Regions from separate parts of the Sus scrofa genome. Here region 2 is linked to region 1. A link is a contact called in public promoter capture Hi-C data. All regions are on one chromosome and are shown on one strand. The core of a region is the stretch at or near the end of the contact, and the rest is flanking DNA. Distances in the headings are between cores, read along the strand shown.

The links. Promoter capture Hi-C pulls out the DNA fragments that hold promoters and counts their contacts.
Region 2: a promoter capture Hi-C map of liver shows a contact between it and region 1, with 4 times the contacts expected there. The contact joins the promoter of APLP2 here to the enhancer-like site in region 1. A contact is called at or near these places in 1 of 5 promoter capture datasets (liver), 4 of 47 Hi-C or Micro-C datasets (embryonic fibroblasts, epiblast stem cells, fibroblasts and 1 more) and 1 of 2 datasets of contacts at active chromatin or transcription factors (alveolar macrophages).

What each region holds. Positions count from the first base shown.
Region 1 is chr9:56,683,470-56,686,473 of Sscrofa11.1, forward strand. The region is part of intron 11 of PRDM10 (PR domain zinc finger protein 10); the gene reads right to left. Among named protein-coding and RNA genes, the nearest start is that of NFRKB, 29 kb to the left of the region's middle. Within about 2 kb of position 1,627, at least 9 of the 83 cell types and tissues checked have an H3K27ac peak or open chromatin away from gene starts, as enhancers often do. A contact at or near this core is called in liver, where this site is marked.
Region 2 is chr9:56,797,393-56,800,396 of Sscrofa11.1, forward strand. It overlaps APLP2 (amyloid-like protein 2), which reads left to right and starts at 1,389. Exons shown (of 17, transcript XM_021063158.1): 1 at 1,389-1,625. The coding sequence starts at 1,521.

The DNA of each region.
Region 1 (3,004 bases), core at 377-2,876:
AGCAGGCCATTTCTACTCTACGGCATCTTCTGCAGTTTAGAGCTGCAGTGGTGCACATTTTCTAGAAGAAATTATTTTAAAATGTGGAAGCAGCAGAGATGGGTCTCAGAGCTGTTGTCAGCCAACCACTACATACTGGACGGTACATAAGCTACGCTAAAGTGCCAAGGAGTTCCCACTGTGACGCAGTAGTTTAGAATCTGACTGCTGTGGCTTGGGTCACTGCGGAGGTGCAGGTTTGATCCCCAGCCCAGCGTGGTGGGTTAAAGGATCTGGCATTGCCGCAACTGTGACATAAGTCACAGCTGCAGCTCGGATTCAGTCCCTGGCTCGGGAACTACTAAATGCTGTGGGTGCAGCCATAAAAAATAAATAAATAAAGGTGCCAAAATGGCATAGTTGCTAAAACATGTGATGAGAAATTCACTGAAATGAATTCTGAGATAGAGCGTCTGCTGTGGCTCAGCAGTGATGAACCCAACTAGTATCCATAAGGACTCAGGTTCAATCTGTCCCCTCTCAGTGGGTTAAGAAGCCAGCCTTGCCATGAGCTATGGTGTAGGTCACATATTTGGCTCGAATCTGGTATTGTCATGGCTGTGGCATAGGCCGGCAGCTGCAGCTCTGATTTGACCCCTAGCCTGGGAACTTCATATGCCATGAGTGCAGCCCTTAAAAAAAAAAAAAAAGAAAGAAAGAAATGAATTCTGTGACAACAAATTCTTTGCAGACAAAAACCATTAAAATGTTTCTAAAATATGATATTAAGAGCTAAAGGAATCTGATTTTTTTTTAATTTTTAAAAAAATGTTTTGTATTTAGGAACCTAAATTATTGATCTGATTTTTTATTATTTTGATCTAGGATATCAATGTTTCTTTTCTTTTTTTTTTTTTTTTTTAAGCAATTTTTCTCTGGCCTGCTTTCTGCTCAGTTTTCAAAAGCTTTGGTGCAGGAGCCCCACCCAACATACCTTCCTCTCCACTATCCTCCAAGTGGCATCTGTGCGAGGGTCAGGCCAGCGTGTGCACAGTCCCGTAACCACATCAAGCACATTCCTGTGTCTCAGCCTTTGATGCCATGGCTGCCCTCCTCTGAAATGGTCTACCTTCCTCCTGTCTCTCTTTCAAGGACAAGTTTAAGATTTACATCACCAATGAATTATTCCCCAACTCCATCTTTCTTTGGCCTTTCACTCTTCCAACTTCCTATAGCGATTATAGGCTTTTCCTTTAAATTTAGCACTTCACTGTGACCCATCTTACATTAACATCGTCTGTCAAATTAGACTGCAAGATCCCAGGGGAAAGGACTCCAGTGAAAATGCTACTGGGTTTCGGCAGTGCTACACATACAGTATGAACTCAGAGCCACTGCAAAAGTCTTTCGGTTGTTTCAGAGCTGGAAGGGACCTTGCAGATCACTTAGTCCTACCATGTGTTGTGTGTATGTGCAAATTGCAGCCCACGGTTTAACTCGCTTCCTATTTGGAAATACATTATTGGTATTCATTAACTAATTTGCGTTTATAGCAACCAAATTGTCGTTTCCACCAGGATTTAGTAAGTACAGGTTGCAAAGAACAGCAGGTCAGGCAAACACTTAAATAACATTCTGTTATGTGAGTGAAACACAGGAAAAAAACCTACCTGCAGCTCCAACTGAGCAGGCAGCATTAGAGGAGAGAAAAATAGTTACATTACCAATGGGGTTGGAAGGCTTCCCTTCAGTTGGTCATTACCAATCTGGATAGAAAAGATGAAAAAATACATAGCCCTGCTTTTTAGAATGTGTGAGAGGAAAAAAAAAAAAAATAGCTCACCTAAGACTGACCTCCAAAAGCCACATGCACGTGGCTTTGGCTGTGACACAAGGAACTTTGTACTAGAGCACAAGTACCAGCATGGCTACACTACCCTTGCACATGTGGACTTTAGTTGTTTTCCTTCAAAAAAATTAAATCTAGCAAGCATTTCTCTGGACTCAATGAAAAATCAGAATGGCCAAAGCAGAAAAGACAGTTATTTGCATAAGAGGGTGCAATGCAGATTGGGAAATCTTGTAGCATGATGAATGGAAGGTATTCATAGCTTTCTGCCTTTCTGGTCTGTATGTGTTTACACATTCTTTTGAAATGACATACATGGAGGCACACATTTTCAAAGTTTCCATGTCAGGACCCTGCTAAAGGCCTCGGTGTGCTCAGGGCTCTTCCATCCTGTCACACGGTACAAACGTTTAAATGCATTTTTACATGAAGGGATGGACTATTCGGCTGTTCAAGATCCCTTCTAGCCTACAGGCAAATGAGAAGACCCAAGAAACATAAACTAAAATGATCAACCATCTAGAAACTGGGAAGTTATACAAAAAGTCTCTCTCATCCACACATGAAGGACAAAGGAAAGGCTTGAAACGCCCTGCTGCCACAAACATGGGTTGAAGTGACTGTTTTCTGGATGTAAATTGTCAGCAAGGGCGCTCATCCCATAAAACCACGTTGCTCTCCACACTCATCCCCTGCAGGTTCTAACTCACACTCGAGGCTATGAGTGACATGGGGATAAAACACACCTGGCCCAGCAGCCAGACAGGCCCTGCAGCCACAGGGTCTAAAGTCAAGACGTAGGTCACGTAGGTCACTGCCCTACCCCTAAACTTGATGGTTAGCTCTGAGCTGCCTCAGTGTGTGGGCTGCACCTGCCCTATCAACCTAGACACGGTTCCTTTGCACTGACAAGTCATGGCATTTGCCAGCCATCCCTTGGAAACCGCCAATAACCAAATTCAAAACCCAAAATTAACTTGAGAACTGTGATTAGGCACAAATTAGGCTGGCTTAAATACAAGTAACTATTATAACTCAATGTACTTATTTCTCCAGTTCCAGTCTGTGAGTAAGGGATCCAGAGAGCTACCCTACTCTAACCACAGCAGTCCAGAAGCTGCCAAGAGCCAGGCTCCCGTGCCATGGCTAAATTGGTCAAACCTAAGACCAGCCATT
Region 2 (3,004 bases), core at 139-2,638, 110 kb after region 1:
ATGCTTCACAAATGTGTGATGGGGTATGGAGGGTGAGATAACCTGCAGTATGACATATATCCATATCTTGTCAGTGGCACAAGGGCTATGGAAATAACCAGGGGAACAAGTGCCATAATGGGGAACAGCACTCTGGGGATTCAGAAACAGATGGCTACCTCCAAGCGAGCACAGGAAGATGAAAATGTTTTCAACGGGTAAATGTTGGAGCGAGGACAGTGCAGGCATGGGAACGCTCTGTAGTGGAAAGGTGCGGGCTGCTTTTGGGCAGCGGGGTAGATAGAGCTGTTCAATCACAAGAACGGGCATGCCACGCAGAGGCTGGAAAATGCAGCGTTCTCCTCACCGTGTGCTCTGTGGACACTGCCTCTTCCTTTTTAGAGACTCTGGTCTCTATTTATTTGGAAACTAGCAAGGACTCTGCAGGGGGTGGTCCATAAATCACGAGGCTATTGAAAGGAAACAAAGCCAGAGGCGCCCCAGCCCTGGCCAGGCCTTGGCAGCTGAGGACCAGAGCAGCTGAATGTTTCCTGAAGTGGAAAAGCAGTGGAGCAAAAAGGCAGAGGGAAGCAGGTCTCTTGCTAGTCATCTTAGACTGAAGAAAGAAAAATGCTTTTTTCCTAAAACACACGAGGAAGGCGACCTTGGGCTTTGAGGTCCTTGCCCAGCTGGTCTGCAGTAGGAGGACGCCATCCTAGGTTCGAGTCGCCCCTGGGAAGGAAGGGTAAGGGTGAGGCCTAAGGAACAGAGGTCAAAAGCCTGGAAACACTGCGGGGGCGGAGCCCTTCAAGGAGCGACAAAAGGGCGAAGTCGGCTCCTCGCGCTGGAAAGGGGCGCGCCCTGCTCAGGGTCGAAGCGGAGGAAAGCTGCCTCATGGCAGCCCTTCCTCAGCCCAAGAGGAGGGCCTTCAGCAACCTTGCCTGGCCTCGGAACAATTCATCCTGGTTTTTAAAATCCTGTTTTTAATAAAAGATTTTCAGAACCAAAAAGAGGGCGGTACCCAAAGGAATCTGGAAAATACCCCGCAGGGGCGGGGGAGCGGGGCGTGCCCTTATCAGGCGGCAGCAGGCGAAGACACGGGCGCAGTGCGGACGGATAACTGTGCCGCGACGCTGGAGCCCGAGGCGCGCCCCCGACTGGAACCGAACCTCGGCCTCCCTTCCACCCACCCGCGCACACCCCCGCGCTCCGGGGGCTGTAGGGTCTAGGCTGGGGCGGGGCGTCAGCGGCCGAGGGGCGGGGCCTTGTGGGGGTGCGCGGCAGGGGCGGCGGGGTGCGGGCTTTTCCGTCCCCTGATTGGGTCTGGGCTGAACAAGGGGCGGGGTCTTGGGGCGGTTCTGCGGGCCAGCATTGGGCTTCGGAAATGGAGGGCGTGGGTTTGTGAAGTCAGTTCCGGTTGGTGTAAAACCCCCGGGGCGGCGGCGAACTGGCTTCAGTTGCTTCAGGGTCGCGGTAGGGAGAGCTTCGAACGTCGAGGGTGCGATTTTTGAGAGCCGACCGCAAGTGGGACCCGGCGAGGGATGGCGGCCACCCGGACCGCGGCCGCAGCTGCCACGGGCAAATTCCTCCTCTTATTGCTGCTCGGGCTGTCGGCTCCCGCTGCGGCGCTGGCCGGCTACATTGAGGTGGGGACCGGGCGAGCGCCTGAACCCTTTCTCCTGCGCCCGCCAAGCGAGTGCGGCCTGCGGGTCCGAGCCAGGGGCGCGGGGCGCGGGGAGGTGGGGGTGGTCCGGCGCTGCGGCGGTTCTGGCGCGCCTCCCGCGCCCGCCCCTGCTTGGCGCAGTGCTTAGCCCTCGAGGTCGGGCTGCCTCTGCCGCCGCAGAGGCCAAATGAAAGGCATCGAGGTTGCGGGGGGCGGCGGGCCGCCTTGGCCTCCCCAGCCCCCATCCCTCCTGCAGCGCTGCCCCATCCTCTTGGGACCCCGCGCGGCTTAGATCCCTCACCCGCCCTCCCCCGGGATCACGCGAGCCTCTGCCGTGCGCCCCGCGGTGGCCCGCAGCCCCGGACCCAGTGCGGCTGGACTCGCTCCGGGCGCGGCCGCGCAGACCCCAACCCGGGCTGGAGCAGGCAGTGCGCTCCCCGCGCGGTCTTGGGGTTTCCCACCGGGAAGCGGTGGATGCGGCCTTTGTTGGCGAGGTGGGCCGAGCGGCGGAGATGCGGGCGCCTGGGAAGTGCGGCTGTGCCCAGGCGAGCGCCTCTCGGACTGCACCGAAGCAGGCTACTGTCCCCCGCAGCGGGTGTGCCCTCTGCTTCTGTATGCCCCTCTACCCAGATCCTCCGCCCTGGCATCGGGCCTTCGGGAGAAATTGTTAAATATAGCTGTTTGCCTGCATCTAATAAACAAGGGGACCCCCACCCCCCCCTTGCTGTTGGTGTTGCTCCCTTATGTGGTGGGTTTCGGCGAGTAGGGACGGTTCTCGTTTTACGTTGTAAAAAGTCTTTGGTTTAATCTTACTTTTTTAGTATAAGTAGTTTTTCTGCAACTGATAATCCCGTAGACATCTTTGTGTCGCAAGGTGCTTAAGTGTCTGGGTTCCAGGGTGACTCGCTGGGGTGCGTGGGTCTGCGGCGTGGCCTGGACATTGCCGCTTCATAGAAGCCTTTCTGTTCCTGAGGGAGACGTGGGGCTTTATTTTTACTTGCCTTCTCCAAATAGTGCGTGAACTGTCGGACTGGAATGCGTTTCTGGTGTAGTTCATTTCCCCTCTTCACTCTTTTAAAAATTGCAGTGGATTTCTGCGTATTTGGCTAATTGCACAGGGAAGTGAGACTGGATTTGATTACCTGGGCATTGACTGACAGTAAAAACTTTGACTTATAAAAACCCCAAGTTAGAATATATTCTTCAGCAGCGTGTTTAAATATTTGCACCATCAGAATAAATCTAATCAAGAACAAACCTCCATGGAACGGCTTAAAACGTTTGTATGCATCAAAGCTTTGATTCTTTAGGGGAGAAAAAAAGTTCAGTTTTGAGTAGAATTACGGTTCATATAGGCATGCT